2 separate regions of the Hordeum vulgare genome follow, and region 1 is linked to region 2. Evidence: chromatin contacts called from public Hi-C data. All regions are on one chromosome and are shown on one strand. The core of a region is the stretch at or near the end of the contact, and the rest is flanking DNA. Distances in the headings are between cores, read along the strand shown. Region 1 holds the start of LOC123411033 (ubiquitin carboxyl-terminal hydrolase MINDY-2). Region 2 holds the start of LOC123406972 (protein IQ-DOMAIN 33).

Region 1 (4,756 bases), core at 705-3,204, 650 kb after region 2:
CTCTGCAATACAGATAAAGGGCATGACATTGCAAGCAAACTGACTCCAGAGACGGAATATAAAGCCACACAAACAATCACAATACAAATATCTCTGACTTCTAAGAATGAAAATGTAGTGTTATGTAGTAAATATTGCTGACAGGACTCAGAACTCAGGGAGACCAAAATTTTAAAGATGGTATAGTCTTGCACTCTTGCATATGCATAATGCCTTAGGAAGCAAAGACATTGCACACTCTACAGCAATCAGTGTTTTATACACATATATTTTAGGTATTCCCCATATGTGCATATTCTACATCGTTCATCATCTATGTAATATTGTGATTACCAACATTGAAAAACATAAACATGGATGGAAAAAACAGCAAGATCATATGTAAGATAGCATTGAATCCTTTAATCAAGTTCACGGGCATACAAATACCGATTTCTCATGTTTATGAACCTGGCCATCATTGTTTATAAAGCGTCCCGCTTCAGACGCTTAAGCGTCGCTCAGCGCCTTAAATATTTGCCCGCTGTAGGCGCTTAGGCATCACTTAAGCGTGAGAGCTGTGGTGCTCGCTTTAGGTCGCTTTACCGCTTTATAAACAATGCTGGCCATTCATGTGTCAAAACTTTGCATCTCACCTAAAGTATTATGGCTGTTGTATGAAAGTTAGGTGAGACAGGCTATACCAATCTCAATACGAACTAAGCAAACATAGAGGTTACTTGTTGGTCATGTAACAGCCAATTCGATAGGGTGTTCTGTCATTGCAGGAAAGCAACATGTAAACCTAATATGTCATAGGGATAAGTAGTACCTGAGGATCCACTATCCATCCATGGTATAACGGAATATCCAGAAGGTCAAATATGGCGCGCTCTGGGGTGAACTCAAAGTCATCAACCCTGCAACGTTGACATAAATGCACCTCAGAACAACAAATTATGTGCCATACACACACACACACACACACACACACACGCGCGCGCGCGCGCGCGCGCGTGCGCACCCATAGAAGATAAAACATAACATCGACCCGCAATCTGAAAACCTGGAACGCACTTTCTGAACATGACATTCACATCGATGCCAGTGGTGAGGCGCGGTAGAAGGTCTATCGCGTCCGAGATGTTGTGCTCCCAGTTGCGGGCGTACTCCTCGTCCTTGCCCTGCGATTCGCAACTCAGCCCTATTTTCAGAAATGAACGCCACAAACGACCAGAGACTTAGCGGCAGGAATGCTGATCAGCCGGTCGAACCTGCGCACTGCTGTTGGAGTCAATGAGGCGGTCGGCGACGAGGGACAGCAGCTTCTGCTGCGACACCTCGCCGGCATCCGGGTTCAGGCTGATCACGTTCTTCAGCAGCAGCACGTTACCTGCAACCACACAAAAAAACGCGCGCGCCAAAACCCACCCAGGTGAAATCGGGAGCAACCAACCACGGAAACGGCGGGTCAGCCCGAGCGGGGAAGGGGAGGGGAGGAGGGGCTCTCACAGATGGCGAGGAGCGGGCAGGGCCCGTTGTCGTTCTGGTAGACGATGGGGGTGCGGCGGCCGAGGAAGTCAACGGCCCTCGTCTTGTGCATCACCTCGGGCGGCTCGAGCGGCTGCGCGGGCTCCGGCTCGGGATCCAGCGCGCCGAGCGGCGGCGCGGGCGGCGGGAGCGGGGGCGTGTCCGCGGACATGGATCTCCCCCCGCGATCGCCCGGGGCGGGGGCCTAGGTCACCGGAGCCCTAGCACCGTGCGGGTCGTCGCCGGCGCCGTAGGAGGCGGACCCCGCGTCCGGCGTCGCCGGGCGGATTGGAGGGGAGGAATGGCGAGGCGGAATCGGGTGAGGAATAGAATACCGAGCGTGGCGAGGAGAGACAGTGGGGCGCCCGCCTGCCTGTGTCTGGCTGGGTTGGCCGATGAGGTGGGAACTGGAGGGAGGATCGAGGGGGCTATTAGCAAAGTTTGGTAAACTGCGGGGAATCTCTATGGAGGATCATTATCGACTAATCTTAGTGGTGGCGGTTTACTCGATCTGGTCCCCGCAGTTTATCGTAATAGGGAGATCCTAGTTATCTTTCCAGAGTTTTGTGACTTGATCCCCGTAGCATTTCGCAATTAGTTAATGAAGTGTTTATTGGATTTTTGTCTAAAGACGGTTGCAAGTTGTAACTAACAGACCAACGACTCCTGTGGCCATTTGTCTCCACAGCTAAGCCTACACTGTCGTTTGATGATGACATCGAAGCCCGGCAACTTGTATAAAATAAAACAGAGCCCCCGGAATTTGTTTTAATAGCAGATCAAACAAACCACAAGATTTTCTCAAAAGAAAAAAAATAAGAAACTGGGTGTCATCTACCATGGTGATGGAAGCTTCGAGCTTAGCGCACAAAGGTCTACAGAACGCAAAAAAGAAACTTAGCATGGAAGTAAACGGCACGCGGTCGCTTGCTTGGAGCAGTCGTTGCACGACTCGCCGCACGTTTGGCTGGGGCCTTTTTTTTTTTGCACGAAACCGACGTTCCTTTCTGCGAATCCCGGCCGTCGGATGGGAGTGGGAGGTCGGATCCGGCCGTCCGAGTTGCGTGCATGTCAAGCCTGGAGAGAGGAGGCTTGATTCCGTTTCGGCGCCTCCTCGCGGTATTTTGCTTCGTCGCGAGGGATTGGCCGCGTGCTGTTTTTTTTTTTTTTTGCTTGCTGCGAGGGGGGTCACACCTAACCACGTGACCATCCGTCGGTTTGGTTGCTGCAGGGAGGGCTTGGAATGAATGAACGGGTGGATGCAGCAACAACCTGCCGAATGCCCCAATCTGGTTCGTGCTTGAATTGGGGTGGAGGGGGGAGCGGGGGAGGGGGCAATGGGTGGGAAGTGCATGGATGAACCCGACCCGATACGTAAGAACCCACTTTAAAAAAATATACATTTCTAAATGCTAAAAAAACGTACTCCCTTTGTTCCTACATATAAGTTTTTTAAAGATTTCATTAAAGACTATATATGAAGCAAAATGAGTGAATCTATAGTCTAAAATATGTCTATATACATCCGTATGTAGTACCCTACACTATTAGGGAAAACCCTAGTAGTACCGCTGGTTTTACCCTTAGTAGTAGCGCTGGGGCCAGCGCTACTGCTAACGCGCTATAGCAAACTCTTAGCAGTAGCGCTGGATTAAAAGCGCTACTGGTATCTACGTTACGAGTAGCGCTGGAATAAGTAGAGCGTTACTGCTAATATTCCTGCTTTTAATATTTAATTCGCATCGTATGTATGTCCCTCCTACGTATTTGTGCATGCTCTATACAGTGGTTTCATCATATCATAATAAACATGCATAATTTGCATCACATCATACACATAAAGTACTCCTTCCGTTCCAAAAATCTTGTCTTATATTTGTTTAGATACGAATGTATCTAGTCAAATTTAGTATTTAGATACATCCATTTCTAGACAAAGCTAAGACAAGAATTTTGGGACGGAGGGAGTATTATGTCATATAACTCATCATCATCTTACGTACTCATCTAACAATTCATCATCATCTTAATCATATACCAAGTTATCATATAACACATAAAGTAAAACAGAGAAACATCATAATAGTCATCATATGCATTCGATCATGTCAAGTTAATATAAACTAGAATAACTTGTCTCTCATAAGATCTAGTCCTCGCTCTTAGGTATAATGTCATAAAACAGAATAACACATATGTCTCCATGATGAAGCACATAGATCCAACGGTCTCCAACTTATGGCTTGCGATCCTTCTTTATTTCTCTCCATGCTTTAATTTGGAGCCTTTTTGATTTTGGTTTGAGGTTACTCGAGTATGGAGCATCGAACTCAGCCCTCAGCGGGCTTTTAATTTTCATATGACCTTCTGGGTGCATCAACAGAGGCACTACATCATGTGGCAGTTGTTATTGAAGATCATAATAATAACCTAGTTAGCAATGTAATCAACATCATTTATGCAATAGTAGAGCGTACTTAATTAGGAAACTCTTACCAAAATATTTCAGCGAATGTCATCTCGCCTCAACCAATGCACTAGTGGCATGTAAAATGTATAATTTTGGCCAATTCCAAAATTATATGGGAAGGTATCCCTAGAAACCAGAACACCAACAAGAAAGCAAAGAAGAACATCATTCTCCTCCCAAGTTAGATGTGATCCACACGTGTAGTGTGTCGTGTTAATTAATTTCCATAATTCACTCGAAGAAACGAAATAAGCTGTAAATTATAATTTAACAAATTTAGTATATGGATGAACACCAACTATTTCTAAATACAAATTGCAAATTACTTGGCAAATATGGTTGAGGAACTCACATGGAGGTAAAACAGGAAGCATATCAACAACCACCCAAATGTCAATGTTGCCTGGCATATTATCTTCAGGACGAAGATCGAAGGTTATTTCCATACCTTCCTTAAATCCATATGCCTTGCAAAGATCTTCCCAATTTGGGCACCCAAATTCTGTTTGAAAAACTGAATTAAATACTTTGATAACAAATGTGTGACCATGTATAGTCCACAGGTTAGCGCTCCTCGTCTCAATTCTCTCGTGGTCTTTGAAACCGAGCCTCTCCAACACATATCTTCTTGCATGGCAAGGGAGGAACATATCTTCATTCTCATCAAGCTTCATGCTGAAGAACCTATCGTTTCACAGGTGAGGCGTGTCGCACATACCCCGACAATCGCCGCAATATTCACACTCCTAATATTCAGATTTTTCCTTTTTCCTAAAT
Region 2 (5,320 bases), core at 2,068-4,567:
AGAGCAGCACGCTCGACATGTACGCCAAGTGCGGGGCGATGTTGGAGGCGCGCAAGGTGTTTGACAAGATGCAGGTCCGGAATGCTGTTTCATGGTGTGCGTTGCTTGGAGGTTATTGCGAGAATGCAGAGTACGAGAAGGTTCTCGTGCTGTTTCGACAGATGGATAGGGAATGCGATGACTCATATAGCTTGGGGACCATTCTAAGGGCATGTGCTGGTCTATCTTCTGTAAAACCAGGAAAGGAGATCCATTGCCGGTTTCTGAGGAGTGGAGGCTGGAGAGATGTGGTTGTTGAGTCTGCACTTGTAGACCTATATGCAAAATGTGGCGCTGTAGACTATGCTTATAGAGTTTTTGAAGCGAGCAGTGTCCGTAACACAGTTACTTGGAATGCCATGATTGGCGGATTTGCTCAGAATGGCCATGCTGAGCACGCTATCAATTTGTTCAATCGGATGGTTAGCGAAGGGGCGAAACCCGACTACATCAGTTTCATTGGTGTTCTTTTTGCATGTAGTCATACTGGAATGGTTGAGCAAGGACGGAGCTACTTCAAATCTATGAGCAAAGACTGTGGCATTGCCCCTGGAATTGAACACTACAATTGCATTGTTGATCTTCTGAGCAGAGTAGAACTTCTGGAAGAGGCTGAAGATCTGATAAACAAATCACCCTTCAGGGATGATTCGTCCTTGTGGGCAGCAATTCTTGGCGCTTCTTCCACACAGTCAAACCCAGATGTAGCAGAAAGGGTTGCCAAGAAAATGATGGAGTTAAAGCCTCAGTACCACTTGAGCTACGTTCTTCTTGAAAATGTGTACAGAACAGTTGGACGGTGGGAAGATGCTTCTGAGATAAGGAGGCTGATGAGATCAAGAAAGGTGGAAAAGGAGCCCGGAACGAGCTGGATTGATGTAAACAGAAGCAGACAACATATGTGGAATGTTAGTGGGGCACCTTCAGAACTAGTTGCCTCCGAGGATATCATCATAAGTGAAAGCAGACCTTAACATTTTCTTTGTTTCTGCTTTTGTTGGCGATTCTGCCCTCTGATTGCCCTATGAATCATTTGGAGTTTGGGATGAATTCTACCATGTATTTGTTCCCAAAAGGTTCTACTGTTATAGCTGCATTCCTGAAAATTGATACAAGCTGGTGCCTTGCAAAGTTCAACGCTTCAGTTGATTGAGATCATGAATAATCTGCGGAGCACATGTATTCGTATATGCTTCGCGGCCTATGGTTTATGTGGGTGCAATGCCAGACACTTGTTTGACATGGCAGGCTTGGATGGGATGGCCTTAAGCCCTTAACCACCATTAACACAAAAATGGGACTCTCAGACAGGCTGTCTACTTATTGGCTTCATTTGTAATCACAAGTACGTTTTCTCTGTACTTGGATCTGTAATTGTTTTTCATCTGTCTCTGCTCAGTAAGATGAAATGCTTCCTTCCATTACTAATGGATAGCATAGCTACTAGTAGGTTAACCTGCTATATTAATCCAACTGCAGATTCATTTTGGAATATTCGTAGGGTAGCTTTATGTTCTTTCTTTCAAAGGCATATGTGTGTCACTTGTCTTGAGCTTGAATTAATCTTTAACGTACATGCCATATGCAATAATCTGAAACCATCTCCTGCATATTATGCTTGATTTGAATGTGGTTGTACAGTTTGATGTATTTACATAATTCTTCATAGACGAGCCTGTTTTGTTGATAACGAGGAATAGTATTCATTGCTTCCTGATTATTTCGTCTAGCATTCATGAGACTGAAATCAACATGACATTATTTGTTGTTGTCACAAGTAGCAATGATTAGCATCTACTCCCTCCGTTCCTAAATATAAGTATTTTAAGAAATTTTACTAAGGGACTACATACAAAGCAAAATGAGTGAATCTACACTTTAAAATATGTCTATATACATCCGTATGTAGTCCCCTATTGAAACCTCTAGAAAGACTTATATTTAGGAACGGAGGGAGTATCAAGGATCGTATTGTCTGCCATCCCAACTCTCTTCCATGCAACGAAGAAACTTCCTAGGTTTAGAGCCTTAGGGTTTAGGGTTTAGCCATTTTAGTGAACTTATACAAATGACATGCATTTTGATGTGTATTTGAGAATAACAAAAGGTCGAGCTCCTTAGACAATTATATTAACCGGAGCATATGGCCCTATGCTAAATCGCAGGTGCTTGATCGAGCATGCTTATTTCATCACTTCCATGCTTCATCTAATGGTATTTATAAATCCAGAGGCAATGCTCTCAGGATGCGAGGAGAGAGCGCCCTTGCCCCGCGGCCGATCGCCATTGGTGCAGCATAGATGCAGAGTGATTGAATGCGTGGAGCCACTGGTAAGTACTCCTACTTAGTAGTATGATGATTGATGGCCCTGCCTGATCCGCATAATCCATCATTGGTACTACAGCATACATACGTCAGGTGTGCTCGAGACGAGGGACAATTCAGGGGCACACCAGCTGGTCTACCTATGTCGATGACGCTTCATCTAGGACATCCAGCTGTCAAACTCAAAACTCCTAGCTCATGTCATCAGATCTCCGACAGGCGCCACGTCCAGCCATACGTCGTTGCGCTCACTTGCCCATCTACGCCCTGGCTTTGTATTCTGCTTTCGTTTCTTCATTTCATCATCCTGTGCCCTTTTAACTGTCAGCGCATGAGGAGAGCTGTACCGTCAGCACAGCCTGACCTGAGGCCGCGCGGGGTTCGGCCTGTGCCTTTTAACTGGCTCGGGCTTGACATGGGGAAATGGAGACCGGCCGGTGCGGTGCCACGCCGCAGGATTCATGCGTCGGCCACAGTCGAGGCCTCAGTTCAGAGTTGAGACTTCGGTTGGGTTCAGGTCCGGGCTCTGAGGCCCTGCTGTTGCTGTCAACAGGCAGGCAGGCGGGTACCGACCCTAGTGTGCTTTTTATCGTGTGATGATGAGGAGGAATCTGCAGCGTGCTACAGCTCGAGAGCAGGACTGTAGGAGAGAGGCGGGTGGAATATGGGTGCACCCTGGAGCAAGCAAGGCCAAACAGAAGATTAGGTTGGATGAGGCGAGGGAGAGCAAAGCCATGTGGGAAAAGGGTGCACCTCTAGAACCTTTTATCTCCGGACATTCTTTCCCGCTAATCTCCTTTATTTCCTCACTCGTCAGAAGGCTAATATAAGTAAGCTCCTGCCGACAGATCCATCATCATGTATGTACCTGAACGGCCGAACCGTGCACGGCGACCCCCACCCAGGCAAGAAGTCGACAGCGGGAGGTTCGTTCCACTGTCTCTCTATCTCTAGCCTGTAGTACTCTCTGTACCGTAGTCTGTACCCCCTTCATGATGAATGAATGGACTGACAGCGACTGTCCGGATGCAAACTGATGATAACCATAGCGAAACGAACTTGGTCTTGACTAACCCCTCCTCCCCCCTGAAGCTAATAATCAGAACATGTCCAAAAGAGAGAGAGAGGGAGAGAGCAGTGTGGAACAAGACGCTCCGGTCCAGCTCTAAAGCCCCCTTGCCTCCTCTCCTCTGCCAGACCCAAAAGAAAGCCCAACACATGGGGCCTCGCCCCGTCTCTCCCTGTCATCATCAAGGCCACCGCGGCGTGTGCGGATCCGCCAATCAAACGCGCGCCCGCGCCTGCCTTTACACACACAAAGTTGCACCCAACCAAAGCAACCGCATCGCATCTCATCTCTGCCTGTTTTGGTTGGATTCACCACCTCTGCTCCGCTCCGTACTCTGCGAGTCTATGGCCGCTAGTCCCCCGGTGGTGGTGCCGTCGCTATAAGGGCACCCGGCTAGCCACACGCACGGCTCCGTCCCGTCGCCTTGGATCGGCTACTCGGTGAGTGAGCGTGTCAGGGCCTTGGCACGGTGCAGCAGAGCCATGGGCCTCGCCGGCGGCATTGTCCGGAGAGTCCTCTCCAAGAGCCCCTGCGGCTCCTCCTCGTCGGCGGGACGCGGAGGCCACAGCGTGGGTGCATTGCATTCTCAACAGCAGTTCGAGATTTCAGTCTGCCGCCGCAATGTGACATTCTTGTTCTTCGCAGGAAAGGAGCCCGGGCGACCACAAGAGGCGGTGGGGCTCTCTGAGGCTGTACCTGTGCGGCGAAGAAAACGGCGCGGGTGCCGAGGATGGGGAGGACGACGACGACGGGACGGTCTCGGCCAGGAGCTTCGAGACATGCGCGATGACGCAGGACGCCCATGCTCCGGCGGCAGCCGATCAGGGTCGCCGCGAGGTGAACGGCGGCGCGCGCGGCAACGCTGAAGAAGTTCGAGTTAAGTGGAGCCCCAGCGAGCCGACGAAGCCGTTCACCGAGGACGAGGCCGCGACGCTGATCCAGTCCGCATTCAGGAGGTTCATGGTGCGTTCCTGAAAACTGAATGAGAATCCTGATTCAGAGCCCAAACTGCGCCTAGGTGGCCGCAAGCCGATCGCTCATGCGGATCCATTCGCGTGTGTCTGCGTTGCTGCAGGCAAGAGGCCGCTTGCTGCAAGAGGAGCTGAGGAGAAGCTCGGGACAGGAGTGCTGCTACGGTGAAGAGCCCAAGAGCCCTGCCTCGCCGTCCATGGCAGCATCGGTGGAGGTCCAGATTGGGGAGTCCCTGAGCAACCTCCAGCTGACCGACGACGGCGCGTCGGTGTCGGCGCAGCACCGGGCGGGCCAGAACCAGAAGCCGCGGCCCCAGGTCTTCAGAGCCAAGGTACTGCAGAGCTTTTGCTGCCGCTGCTGCCACACTGTGGCACACAAGGACTTGACCGCGATCGCATCGCTTTTGGTCAAGGGAGGGAAATAGTGTTACGGCTTAATTAGGCAGCTAAATGAACAGTCAACTTATATTAAATGTGATGTTTCAGGAGGAGTGGGACGACAGCACGCTGAGCTCCAACGTGCTGAGGATGAGGATCCAGAGCAAGATGGAGGCCACCACGCGGCGCGAGCGCGCCCTCGCCTACGCCTTCTCGCAGCAGGTAAGCTGATGGAGCTTTGAGGCAACGATCGAGTAGTGTACATTTCATTTGGGTCTCTCTCTTCTGAACTCGTCTTGATGGGCAGCTGAGGAGCGGCGGCACGAAGAAGCGTTCGTCGCGGTCGGAGCAGGGGGAGTTCAACGTGGGGTGGAGCTGGCTGGAGCGGTGGATGGCGACGCGGCAGGCCGAGCCGGGGGCCGACGACAGCGCGAGCAAGAACGCGACGGACGCCGGGTCGGCGGTGGCCGGGCGGCGGGTGGTGGTGGTGAGGCGGCGGCAGGACGTGGCCGTCGAGGAGAAGGAGAGCTGCGGCTC

What was found. Hi-C and Micro-C count contacts between places; a contact is called where the count stands out from the background.
Region 1: a contact with region 2 is called in a Hi-C map of seedling, with 4 times the contacts expected there. The contact joins the promoter of LOC123411033 here to the promoter of LOC123406972 in region 2. A contact is called at or near these places in 3 of 6 Hi-C or Micro-C datasets (leaf and seedling).

The regions. Positions count from the first base shown.
Region 1 is chr7H:555,477,414-555,482,169 of MorexV3_pseudomolecules_assembly, forward strand. LOC123411033 (ubiquitin carboxyl-terminal hydrolase MINDY-2) reads right to left here and starts at 1,955. Exons shown (of 12, transcript XM_045103949.1): 1 at 1,492-1,955; 2 at 1,254-1,372; 3 at 1,057-1,163; 4 at 812-899. The coding sequence starts at 1,681.
Region 2 is chr7H:554,824,291-554,829,610 of MorexV3_pseudomolecules_assembly, forward strand. It overlaps LOC123406972 (protein IQ-DOMAIN 33), which reads left to right and starts at 3,318. Exons shown (of 6, transcript XM_045099991.1): 1 at 3,318-4,003; 2 at 4,080-4,397; 3 at 4,510-4,737; 4 at 4,892-5,005; 5 at 5,091-5,320. The coding sequence starts at 3,917. LOC123406970 (pentatricopeptide repeat-containing protein At1g03540) reads left to right here. Exons shown (of 1, transcript XM_045099989.1): 1 at 1-1,627. The coding sequence ends at 1,013.